Linked DNA regions of Mus musculus: region 2 is linked to region 1. The links are chromatin contacts, called in public Hi-C maps. All regions are on one chromosome and are shown on one strand. The core of a region is the stretch at or near the end of the contact, and the rest is flanking DNA. Distances in the headings are between cores, read along the strand shown.

What was found. Hi-C and Micro-C count contacts between places; a contact is called where the count stands out from the background.
Region 2: a contact with region 1 is called in a Hi-C map of cerebellum, with 2.8 times the contacts expected there. The contact joins two enhancer-like sites.

The regions. Positions count from the first base shown.
Region 1 is chr9:9,580,372-9,587,323 of GRCm38.p6, reverse strand. It overlaps Gm46102 (a long non-coding RNA gene), which reads left to right. Exons shown (of 3, transcript XR_001779091.1): 3 at 3,795-6,952. Among named protein-coding and RNA genes, the nearest start is that of Gm46102, 36 kb to the left of the region's middle. Within about 2 kb of position 4,118, at least 21 of the 459 cell types and tissues checked have an H3K27ac peak or open chromatin away from gene starts, as enhancers often do. A contact at or near this core is called in cerebellum, where this site is marked.
Region 2 is chr9:10,223,611-10,230,562 of GRCm38.p6, reverse strand. The region is part of intron 3 of Cntn5 (contactin 5); the gene reads left to right. Among named protein-coding and RNA genes, the nearest start is that of Gm39289, 150 kb to the right of the region's middle. Within about 2 kb of position 4,447, at least 10 of the 459 cell types and tissues checked have an H3K27ac peak or open chromatin away from gene starts, as enhancers often do. A contact at or near this core is called in cerebellum, where this site is marked.

The DNA.
Region 1 (6,952 bases), core at 2,869-5,368:
ACCTGACCCTATACTGATCACAGAGGCATAGAGATAATAGCACAGTACTGACACAGAACCTACTCATGTACCAATGCAGTAGAAGACAGAAGTTTATAACAATGCAGTCCCAGACATCTTGTTTGAGACACTGTCAGGAATATAACTGGAGACCAGGTGGCCTCTTCAAAATGTCCTGTATAAATTGTATTTCCACATGAGTGAAAACAGATCAATATCACACTGCATAAAAATCAGTTTAAAATGGATAAATGACTTAAGGCTAATATCTGAACTTCAGAAACTTCTATAGAAAAACAGGCAAAATGCTTCAAGAATCTGTTTGTCACTGCTTGTATCTAAAATCTAAGCACTCGGGAAGCTGAACAGAGGGAAATACCATATGCCCAGCCTAGGCTACTCAGTGAGTTTCAGGCTAGCCTGGGGTACAGAGTATGAGACCCTGTCTGAAAAAAGAATGGAGGGAAGGAAAATAGGAAGGGAGAAAGGGAGGGAGGGAGGGAGGGAGGGAGGAAGGAAGGAAGAAAGGAAGGAATTAATTAAAACAAGAAACTGGTCAAAGGTCATAAAATGTTGAGCTATTGAGGTGGTTTAGAAGTTATGAGCATTTGCTGCTCTTTCAGAATATCTAGATTCAATTTCCACCACAAAGATGATGCCTGGCAACCATCTTCTGACCTTCATAAACAAGTTGAAAAAACAAATAATGGTACTATTATTTTCTAAATAGAGCAAAAGAATAAGATTAGTGTTAAAATATAAGAAATTTATTGAATTATTGTTCCAAGCAGCTCTTGCTGTACCCACACGTCATGGCCCAAGAGCAACCCTTAAGGAGTTTGAGTTACAGCATAGGCTGGGCTTTGCTGTTTACCCTACTCTATCATAGGGAAGATGACAAAACAGGGCTTAGCCTCACCTTGGTCTTTCCACTCTTTACCTCTGGGTTGTTCCCCACCGTGTCTGCTGCTGAACAACAAGGGTTTCATTTGGAAAGCTCTGATTTCAAAAGCAGGTCCTCAGAAAAAGAGAAAGTTGAAGATGGCCATCTCTTCAGGGTATATAAAATATAGTTAATCTCACACACTCCATGGTCAACACAGTCCACCTTTATTTAAGAAGGGGAAAACCCATACAGATGAGGATGCTTGCAGCCAAACATTGGACTGAACACAGTGATCCCAATGGAGGAGTTAGGGGAAGGCTGAAGGAGCTAAAGGGGTTCACAGCCCCACAGGAAGAACAATAATATCAACCAACCAGACATTCCCCTCTGCCCTCTGCCTAGAGCTACCAGGGATCAAAGAATACACATGGAGGGACCATGGCTCCAGCTTCATATGTAGCAGAGGATTGCCTTATCTGGCATCAATGGGAGGGGAAGCCCTTGGTCCTGTGAAAGCTTGATGACTCAGTGTAGGGGAATGCTAAGGCACTTAGGAGGGAGTGGGTGGTTGGTTGGTGGAGCACCCTGATAGAAGCAGATGGGAAGGGGGAATGGGATATGGGGTTTGTAGAAGGGAAACAGGGAAGGGAGATAACATTTGAAATGTAAATAAATGAAATAACCAGTAAAAAACTATTTAAAAATTAAAGAAAGAAAAACATAAAAGAAGGCTCTGTGCATGCCAAAAAAAAAAAAGAAAGAAAAAAAAAGAAAGAAAAGAAAAAGAAAAGAAATAAAACAAAACAAGCAAACAAAAAAACAAAAGAAAAAAGAGCCTCTTGAAGCCTTATTGGCCATCACTGGCATCTGCAGATCTTGGACTTTGTCCTGTAGTTAGGTAGAGCTAGCAAAAGAGTTTCATCTATTAAAAGACATTCTGAACAACACACTATATCAAACAAAGAAGCTTAAAACAAGGAGTAAGGGACAAAAAAAATTAAAAGAGAATTCTGCTCACTTAGAATCACTGAATTTTTACTTCTATGTAAGTGGTTTATTCCAGGAAGGTTGGGAGCCTGTGTTTCATTGTTCTAGCTCTAAGGATAGTAATTTGGGGCTGATAACCGTCAGAGTAAGCTCTCATACATGTTGTGTTCCCTCTCCCCAGTTAACTTCATGGTCTTTCAAAAAAACTTTTGAAGTGTCAAAAGTGCCTAAATATATTTATTAATTGGCAAGTTAAAAACATGTAAATACAGATCTCCTCCTCATTTGACATATAGTTACTGAGTTTATCTAAACCAAGCATTGTCTAAGTTTACTGATGGACAAAACAGAGACACTCCCCCACAGCATGCTAATATTTTAAATCTACAAAACTGGGAATAAAGGAGAATGATCTCCAGAAATGTTCAGCACAGGGGATTTGTTACTCTCTCCCCTGGCCCTCATCTGAGTGAAAAACACCTCTCTTCTCTATGAGCCACAAATGACCTTGGAATTTGAAATTACTTTCCCTGTATAAATAGACAATCATTTCACTCAGCACTGCAGGGTCTATAAGTCAACTGAGATAATCAAGAGGCAGTGAATATCCATCTAAGGAGAGGACTTTGCCCTTGCCAATGACTGTTCATTGAAAATCCCAGCTGCACCCATTGTCATAGCAAGATCTAAATTGTTATGCACTGACAGCATGATTTCTTTTCCATTTACAGCTTGTCCAAGGCTTTATATTTTTGTTGTTATGCAATCTGTATAAATATCCAGAAAAGAAAGAGAATTTTTTTCTTAGCTTTTGAATATACACATCCCAAATCACACTTCCATGTCCCAGTTGCTTTTGAAGACACAGGCAAAGAAAATAATTCAAAGGTCATGACAACAGTGAAGATCCTTGACAACTCAAAATGAAGATGTCAATAAACACCTACTAAAGTCACTTCATCTTCCTACCTACATTCTTAGGTTTGGTTTGGTTTGGATTGGTTTGGTTGGTTTGGTTTGGTTGGTTTGGTTTGGTTTAGTTGTTTAAGGCAGAGTCTCACAGCAGGTCCATCCTGTCTTCTGTGTTTTCAGACATATTTTGAGAAATTCCAGGAGCAAGTGTCACTTTGAGAAAGCAGTTCTCATGAAGTCAATCAGGGCACATTTTGTCACAAAGTAGCCTGTGTTGAAAGTGGGTCTAAATAAATAAAATGCATGTGTACATACTGACAGCATTATCTATTTCTCCATATCCTATGAAGATATAGATATGCCTGGGTAGATACTGACAACATTATCCATTTCTCCATATCCTATCATCAAAATTGTATTTTTCAATACTTCTTACATTGCAGACTTCTTCTAGGAACTTAGAATACACAGCCAAGAAGAAAAGTTGCCTGACCCATTAAATATTCACCATGTTTGAAAAGGTATATATAAAAAGAAAGTTTTATATAAAACTTTGTGCTTTACCAACAAATTAAAGTTTAATGTGAAGAGTGAAGAGAACTGATGTGCTCATGTATCAAGGATGGAAATATCAATTGACTGCGGTAGCTCTAGAGTGTATTTTTGTAATACTTATCAAAAAATCTCTCAATATGTGCTGATTCTAGCAATTCTTTTTCTTGGAACTCATCCTAAGAAATATAGAACTATGACTCTGCACAGAATATCATCTATATAGTGTATTTTGCAATATTAAAAAATTGGTTACTACTTTAAAGCCAAAAGTTGAGCATCAGAGCAAATTTCTTTAAAGTTTATGAAGAACTAAATCACATGGCCTCTTTTCTCCAATGGTTAAAGAAAGAAAATGCAGAAAATTTAATGCTATTTTTATTTAAAAAGAAAAATGGTTTTATGTATGCTTTGCAAGAAACTGGCAAAAATAACCCTTTATTGTTCCATTCCACAGGAGGCCAGAAATCAACAGGATTTAATCACAGTTGGCAGCCTTCCCTTTGGCACAGAAGAGAACATTCATTGACAGCCAATGTGGTGGTTCTCGGGATTCAGCCAAGTTGCAGGTCTGCAGAGAAGGAGCCAAATGCTGCTTGGCATCATAAGAGGGCAATCTGTTGTCATAAAGGACAAAGCACAAATCTAAGCTCAAAAAAGTTGCCCTTTCCCCATCACCAGACTGGCTGTATTTTCTCAGAGGAAAATGAATATCTGTCTTTGGAGGAGGGATGTACTTTGCAGGGATTCAATCAGAAGAACCTGCTCTCAAGGGGGAGCAGGACCAGGTGATAATGAGACTGGCATTCATTCATCCTGCTAGGAAGAAAGCCAGTCGCCTTCCCTTGCCAGCTTCTCTCTACTGCAGAAGTCAGCAAGCTGTGGCTCAGCTGGTCAAGACCAGCCCACCTACTCTATTATTTGTGTGACCCACAGGTAAAAAAAATGGTTTTTATATTTTAAATGTTACAAAAAGTGTTTTCTTGTAGAATAATATTGTGGGGTTTAGAAAGATGGCTCAGTAGATAAACTGTAAACATTAGAACTTGAGTTCAGATAGACAGATCCACAGAAAAGCTAGGCAGGTATGGCAGTTGCTTCTAAGCTTAACACTCAGGAAGCACAGCAGGACAAGCTGGCTAGCTAGAATGATTGGAACTGGAGAGCTCCTAGCACAGTGAGAGACCCTGCCTGGATACACAAGGTAGAAAATAATTGAGGAAGACATCAACCTTGGGTCTCTTCCACAGGCATATGAACAGACATGCTTCCTGTTGGACAGAAAAAGGAAAAAGAAGAGATGATGTAATTATACTGTAATATCAACAAATAGATAATTGAAAAAAAGAAAGTTTCTCCCATCATAGTATTTCAAAGGAAAAGACCCCTCCCTCACAAAAGGAGATGAGGAGGAGGACCCGGCATCAGTACCAGTGTTGAATTCATGGATGAGCCAAGATTGTCAGGACTCCCTCCCATTCCATTCCTGGATCTTATTCCTCCACGAATAAGGGCAACCTGCTGAGTCTGGATCATGATACTTGTGTGTATATTTCAGGGCTTACCATTTGATATATAACTGATTGTTCTTCCCTAGAGAAGACTATGGGGAGAAACTTTTTTCTTTTCCAAGGAGCAATTTATCTCAGGTCTTCCACGATCCTCATTTATCTAAAAATTTTCTATATCTAGAACTCACGGCCTCTGAGTCACTGAGAAATTATCCCTCATTCTCATGTGCTAGCCAAGGTCAGTGTCTAATTAGGGTTTTACTGTATGAGCAGACACTATGAGCAAGGCAACTCTTATAATGGACAACATTTAATTGGGACTGATTTAGAGGTTTGGTCCAGTATCATCAAGGCAGGAACATGGCAGCATCCAGACCTGCATGGTGCAGGAGGAGCTGAGAGTTCTACATCTTCATATGAAGACCACTAGGAGAAGACTGGCTTCCAGGCAACTTGGATGAGGGTTTTAAAGCCCACCTCCATAGTGACACACCTACTCCAACAAGGCCACCTTTCCAAATAATGCCACTCCCTGGGCCAAGCATATTCAAACCATAGCAATCAGCATGCCTCACCTGCCCTTCCATGCTCTCCAATACTACTAGATAAGCCAAAAGAGGCACAAGATTTTCTCTTCTGAAATGTTTCCCTCAATCTGGAATCTGTGTTTTGGGTTTCAGTTACTGTGACAAAGCATCATGTTCAAAAAGGCAAGTTGGGGAGAAAGAGGTTTATTTTACCTTGCAATCTTATGTTACAGCCCAATCACTGAGGGAAATCAGGACAGGAGCTCAAGACAGTAACCTGGAAACAAGAACTAGAGCAAACGTCATGGAGGAATATTGTTTATTGTCTTGATCCTTATGGCTTGTGCTCTTATAGCAAGGGTTACTGTGTCCATGTGGGCTGGGCCTTCATATAACAGCCATTAATAAAAAATGCCCCCATAGACTTTTCCACAAGACAACCTACTTGGGCATCTTCTTAGTTAAGGATTCCTCTTCCCAAATGTCTATAGATTGTGTCAAGTTGATTCTACCCAAGGAGAGTTCCTTCTACCTTCTAGAAAACTCATCTTTCAGAAACAAGTCCTGGTCTAGATCCAGGATCTTGCCCCCTGTTTTTTCCTCTGACCAAAATGAACTCTTTCCTGAGTCAGAGAATTAAGTCTGTCTTACTGTATGGTAGAGAAGGAATTAGAGCAGCCTAACTGAGTTTTCTGTGAAATCTTAGACCATGAAGACAGTGTGGATGACTTCAGAGCTCTAAGTCTCAAATCAAATTGCAGGGTCCTTGTTACAGATTGAATATTTTGCCTCCCTCTGCCCCAACCTCATATATTGAACTGAAAGTACCAGTGTGATGGCATTAGAAGCCTAAGGGTCTCTGTAAGAGAGTGATTAGGTTAGAATGTGATCATGAAAATAGAAGTCTCAGGATGAGATTAGAGAAGAGGAAAAGATGTCTAGTGATTGATGGATAGATAATAAATAACAAATACATACATATTATATATATACATATATATATATGGTATATAGATTTGCATTACATCTGTATATTATATGTGTATATATACATATATATACATAGACATATATTCTCTACATTATATCCACATGGAATTTAGATACACACACATACACAAACACATTCAGACACAAACACAAACCAAGCAAAGGCCACATAAATACAAGTAAGACAAGAGCCTTCAGAATCCAGAGAGACAGAGCTGTCACCAGGACCCAGTCATCCTGGCACCTTGCTATCAGAGTTTGCATCTTCAAATATGTGATCAAGTAAATTTTATTATTTGAGATACCTACTCTACTTTTTTTTTTAGCAATTAAAGCAGAATAAGACAAAAGTTGACACTAATATGTGGGTTATGACAAAAACCTATGAGTGGAAATTGTAAGAAACTAACCTCTATGTGAGTGGCTAAATTTTGAGGTGCATGTGTGAAAAGGATGTTTGTCATGAGGGATATTTTAGGAGATTCATGGAGAGCTGAAGAAAATGTTCTGCCATCTTAGACAATGCAAACATCATCACAACCACAACATTTTTAAAAACAGAGACAATAAAGCCAGGTCCACGAGAA
Region 2 (6,952 bases), core at 3,198-5,697, 640 kb before region 1:
AGGATGCCAGGGATGTCATCAAGTTCCTGGGCTTATAAACAGTTGCCATTACCCAGTAAGTAAGCCATCTTTCCAGCCCCAGAGGAAATCACCTCATAAAACTTAATATACTTCATTAAATATCTCATTTTGACATGCAATTCATATAAAAGCAATATTTGAACTATCATATGGTTCACATTATTCAACAAATCAGTTTGGATTAGCAATATTTTAACTGCCAAATAGGCTCATATAACCTTACTTTTATGTTTGTTTGTTTGATAATTTAAAGCTAGGCTAGTCTTTCCAAATTGGCTCTAATTTTGCCTGTCTCTTTACCACAATATAAGTCACCTTCTGATTTTTGCCACATTTACAGTTTACAAGGAAGCTGATAATCTCTGGCTCCCAGAGTATATTTACATATTGTATGGACTTTACATGTGTAGTGTGATTTTTCTTGAAGAGCTATGAGCAAGCATTTAGCCTACTCACTCCAGAGAAGTCACCAAAAATAGAATAAATAAATTATTCCACTTCATCGAAGTGTGGTGAGGCACTGAGTGTGTTGTGGTCTTACGAAAGCATAGATGTGGGGTTGAATGATTCAAACCAGCTGCTTTACTGAAAAGCCACCCTCAAAGTCTCATCCATGGAGAAATCTGCTCAATTGCAGGCAGCTGTATTGATGACTCTCCTCCCCAACAGTGTTCATTGCATGCATAACTTTAAAGAGAATCCCACACTGGCCCCAGGAGGCACCTAAGTTTCTGTAGCTTCCTATGACTAATTAGTATTCCTTTCCCCCTCCCACTTCCCACCCTTCACTTCCCTCCTCCAGCAAGGAGTGTTTCAGTTCAGGGAAAACTGGTACAAAACCAACTTAATCTTTTCTCACTGATTCATCAATGTTACTTAACTTCATCTGATTTATTTCTATTTCAAAAGTGATGTCATTTTCACACTTATCAACAGCTAAGGATTAAACAAATACATTTGAGTTAAAAAAATGTGTTGAAAAAAAACAAATGCCTTTGAAGTTATTTTTGCTTACTGGTCCTGAGGCCAGTTTCAGTTATTTAAAAGCTATCAAATATATACAACATGTTTCCTTAAAATAATCAGGATTAAGAATGGAAAGTGCTAACTCCATGCCTAAGTGACCTGCTTCCTCCAGAGACTCATCCCGAGGTCATCAGCATCCTGAGGCCTGATGCTTTTACACTAAAATTTAATCACTAAGAATTGTTTACAAAATTGCTTACTGAAATTCTTAGATGAGAACTGTGTGTAACTTATTCAAAGTGATCAATACTTTGAGTACAGGAATTTAACTTGATCAAGAATAAAAGCTGAGACTGTGATTACTTCATCATCATCATCATCATTCTATTATTTTTGCTATTACTATTCGTATAATTACTATAAGACAGAGTCTCAGTATATACCCCTTATTGCTTTTGAACTCACTAGACCAGGCTAGCTTCTGTCTCCTGAGTATGATAAATGGCAAACCAGTGCCATGATACAGAGTCTAAGAACATTATTTTAATACTGTAATTTTTTCCCATATTTTACGTGTCTTTCTTGTAGGAAGAGTTAGCATGTCCTATGGGCTATACCAGACTTGTCTAACTTTCAAGCTCCTTTGGATACCTGGGGTACATTGTGAAATAAAAGGAAAAAGGCATTCTTGAACTTTTGTTAGTGATGTTTTTGGAAAGGATGTTGTCTTTTTTTAATTGTTGTTGATGATAGCTTGTGCAAGAGGCGCACGAGGGCAAGAATGAGGAACAGTGATTCTATTTGCCTGTGGATAATTCTTGACTGCAGACACAAACCTGTGTTGTTTCTGAGTATATAATATGAGAGATCCCAGAGTCAAAACTCTATAATCTAAGAAAATAGTAGAAAATAGTTTAAAGCACAATCATATCCGTTGAAAACCAATCTCTGGGTTTCCAGAGTTTTGTGACTTTGAATAATTTTGCTAGCATCCTGAAAATCACCCATGATAAGAGAATAGGGCTATGTCTTTAGGTAATCAATTGCTACTGGAGAAAGCAACACTTCTCCCTGACAAAATACTTTTCCAGAAGGATTTATCTGCTAGGTAAATAGATTTGTGCAAATAAAGAACTTCAGAGCTATGTGCCAGAATGTGAACAATTATTTGATTAAAACTCAAAACAGTTTAACAAGGTACTTTTATAAATTGACTGCTGGGAGGATTATATACTTATCTGCTTGCTTCTACTATCAACAACACAGATCAGAACTTTAAAAATTATATATTGAATGAACTAACAACCTTTTTTATTAAGAAATACAATGCTTACAATATAGTACCAAAAAGAGAATGAGATTATGAGTATTTTGTGTTGTCTTAACTAAACAACAACATGTGAGAGTAAAGTGATGCAGAGTGTCTAAGGGTTTGTGGGTAAATCCCCTTGATTTCATACCATCTTTTATTGAAGCAGTTTTCTATTATATGGAAGATTAGTATAGTTTTAAAAGACTTCTTTTTAGTGAATAAGATGCTATTTTTCTTTCTCTGATTTCTATCTTTTTGACTATAGAAGACATAGTTAGCTCCACTCCAACTTCTTCAGTGTAGATTCCTACAAGTTACCACACTTTGCCAATTAGAGTTTCTTAAGAACTCATATTCCTTTGTCATTAAAAAAAAAAAAAAACATTGCTCTTATTTAACCTATTTCTTCATTGTTTTCTTGTCAAACTTGGCATTCAATTGGGTTGAACATGCTTTAAAATAGAACTTTTTCCATTTCACATTGCAACAGGATTTTTCACTTAACTCTGTTTCATATAAAAATGGTACAATTGAAGCATTTCATTTGACAGCAACAAACAAAAAAGCCACAATGAAATCTGTGGTCTTCTGTAGATTCCAAGAGCTCTTGTGGTCTGCTGCAGATCCCAGCCATTTCTTTTTAAACAGAGAAACCACTTCTAGCATCCCTTTGTTCCTTTGCTAATTGAAAGTGACTCTGCCCCTCAAATGGCATTGTGTCCATATTTTCCATGATATGCTCCTTTCTGAGTTATTCCTCATCTCCTCCTATATCGTCAAAATCTATAATTTGATTAGATAAGTGAATCTCTCCCTAGTATTCTTTTCCTATTTTGGCCTCTCTATATGGATGGATCTATATCTCTATTGAAGCATGATTTATGCACTCATCTGATCATGCATCCATCATGTAGCTATACACTTATGAAATCATGTTGAATAACATGTTTTCAAAACTACTAATAAAAGACAGAGTGTGCAGCACGCAGAGGCAGGTGGATCATTGATTATGAGGACAGATAAGTCCACAGAGCAGTTCCAGGACAGACAAAGCTACCAAAAGAATCTCTATCTTGAAAAACAAAAAACTACAAAACACAAAGAGAGAAAAGTCACCTATAAAACATGAGCTGAGAAATTATCATTCAGTATTTAATAAGAAGAGGGGGAAGAGGAGAGAGGGAAGAGCAGGGAAGAGAGAGAATTGGTTAGACAAAACTGACAGTAAAAAGAATTTTCTTCACCTCTCTACAAGTAACTTCCAATAAGTCCAAGTCAGTGCTTACCCAGCATGCTTCAGGTCATGGAATTCACAGGCAACCTAAGCAACAAAGTTTAATTTCCTTTGATGTATTTTTATAAGATCTCATAGCTAGAGTTGTACGAGTTCATGTTTGATAACATAATTGCATTTTCCTCTTCTTTTGGGAAAATTCTTTTCTTTTTTTCTTTTTTTTAATCATCATCACTGATAATTTTAAGTTTGAAAACAAAAATGTCAAGATTAGGAGATGTGTGATGGAGACAAGACTGCTCTTTCTCTGCCTAGTGATGCTTGTCATTTGTTTCTGAATACCTCGCTCTAAGCAGCTTGTGACCTCCAGTTTATCCTGCTGAGAAGGGCAAAGACATCACAAAATAAAGTCCACAAGGTCACTTATTAAATGTTGTCATTTTCCCTTTGGTACCAAGTGACTTCAAATTCATAATTCTATTCCATCAGACCACTTCTTTACCTCTATCTTCTTATTTTGAAATATTTTCAAATATTCAATAAAGAAAAATGAGCATCGTGAATGCTCATGGAGGTCACAGAATTAGAACCTGTAGTTACATGGACCGTTTGATCTCATCACCTGCTTTTGTGAATAGCTTTTTTGAGAAAAGCTATCTCTTACATTAATGGATTGATTGTGGTTGCTTTTGCACTCCAGGACAGAGTCAAATAACTGTGGCAAAGAACATATGGGCCATCAAGCCTAAAATACTTGCCATCTGTCCCCACTGAGAACAAGTGTGTCAACGCTTGGATTCAGTCTCCCTGGTTGTTATTCTAGTACATTTGTTTTGTCTCTACTTCTATGCAGTTAATTATAGATAGGCGGGTCAAAGCCACATGGCACATAAACACACACCCACACACAGCTTTATATTCTGAGCTATGTGAAAGCAAGTGGCTGCTAATTCCTAAGATCACCACCAGCATGAGCCTATCTCCTACAGATTCAAAACTGCATCACAATGCCTAAGATCTTTTGCATACAATAATGTCATTTAATATATAATCTATACTCAACTGTCTTCAGTCACCCTGTATGGCCTCTTATCAAGGAGAAGTCCAAATATGTGATGTCAGACCTCTTGAGACTTATTTAATCTAAGAAATCCTTCATTTTCCACAATATCCAAGGTTAATCTTTCACAGTTTGATGGTTCACATTTAGATATATAAAATATTCTTGAATATTTTATACAGCATGATACACACTGTGCATTTTGACAGATTAAAAGCTCAGGACATCAATTTGCCTTGTCACTGGTTACAATTTGAATCATTTTGTAGTCTGTAGATGTATCCATTCTATTGAGTGTGTGTGTACATGTATGTGTATGTATTTATTAATTGGACTATCTTAAAACCACATGTATATGTTGTTGTTATTGTAGTAAACTAAGTAATACTTTGAAATTTTGTGACGATTCAGAACCTCAGTGAGATGTATGATTTTTTTTAATCTTCCCTTGAGTAGTATTGTGGGATATGAAATGAGAATTTCAAGCCATTATTTCTTATTCTTATAAGCAAGAATTCCTCTTTTCAAATATATATACTTTTCAACTACCTAATTTCTTTAAAAATACATATTTTAATAATGTAAACATTTCACTTCCTGTTAATGTAAACTTTACATCATTGGCACTGTGCTTTTTAACATGTTTGCAGTTTAAAGTGATTATGTGAAACATCTTCATCTGGGCATAGCTGAATTTTTGTGTGCTGTGTATTTTTGTATTTATAACTTACTGAGTTTGAGGCTCTTTTCAGATTCCTCATTTCAAGCCTGGAGTGTGTCATGCTTCCAAGGACCTTATCTTGACTAGGAAACACATGAGATCTAAGTGTTAGGTATGACCATTGGCACTGAAACTAAAAAAAAAAAAAAAAAAAAAATACTAGAGTGAACCTGTCTTATTTCCTCTGCTCATTTACTATTCTATTGATAATACATCATGACCAAGGAAACATTCCAAACCTCAAATATTGTCCCCAGTGCTTCTCCAACAGGAGTCCTTGCTCATCCTTTCCAAACAGTTCCATGATCTGGGGGAACATGCAAGCCTATTTGGGCCATTCTCACTTAAATGACAACATCCTATAATTTAAACCTAATAGTTTGAGATTATTTCTTGCTACTTGGCTCTCATTACACATTTAATCTTTCCATATTGAAACTTTTGATTTCCAGTGATATAGAACAATTACTCTTTAGATGGTTTATCTGATCCTGATTATCTTTGGCATCTTATATCTGTCTAGAAATTTGTCCATTTCATCCAGATCTTCCAACTTGGTTGAGTATAGACTTTTGTAGTAAGATCTGATAATTTTTTGGATTTCCTCAGTTTCCTCCCTTTTGCTTCTGATTTTATTAATTTGGATACTGTCTCTGTGCTGTCTGGTTAGTTTGCCTAAGTGTTTATCTATCTAGTTGATTTTCTCAAAGCACCAGCTCCTCATTTTGTTGATTCTTTGTATAGTTCTTTTTGTTTCTACTTGGTTCATTTCGCCCCTGAGTTTGATTATTTCCTGCTGTCTACTCCTCTTGAGTGTATTTGCTTCTCTTTGTTCTAGAGCTTTCAGGTGTGCTGTCAAGATGCTCATGTATCTCCAGTTTCTTTTTCGAGGCACTCAAGAGTTATGAGTTTTCCTCTTAGCACTGCTTTCATACTGTCCCATAAGTTTTGGGATGTTGTGCCTTCATTTTCATTGAATTCCAGACAGTACTTAATTTCTTTATTTCTTCCTTCACCAACTTATGATTGAGTAGAGAATTGTTCAGATTCTGTGTGTATGTGGGCTTTCTGTTGTTTTGTTGTTATTGAAGAGCAGTCTTAGTTGGTGGCAATCTGATAGGGTGCATGGGATTATTTCAATCTTCTTTTATCTGTGGAGGCCTTTTTTTGTGACGAATTATTTGATAAATTTTGGAGAAGGTACCATGAGGTGCTGAGAAGAAGGTATATTCTTTGGTTTTAGTATGAAATGTTCTATAGATATCTGTTAAGTCTATTTGGTTCATCGCGTGCAACCTGAGACTGCGGTACATAGGGAAGCAGGCTACCCGGGCCTGATCTGGGGCACAAACCCCTTCCGCTCGACTCGAGCCCCAGGCTACCTTGCCAGCAGAGTCTTGCCCAACACCCACAAGGGCCCACACGGGACTCCCCACGGGATCCTAAGACCTCTGGTGAGTGGAGCACAGCGCCTGCCCCAATCCAATCGTGCGGAACCTGAGACTGCGGTACATAGGGAAGCAGGCTACCCGGACTTGATCTGGGGCACAAACCCCTTCCGCTCCACTCGATCCCCGGGCTACCTTGCCAGCGGAGTCGCCTGACACCCGCAAGGGCCCACACAGGATTCCACACAAG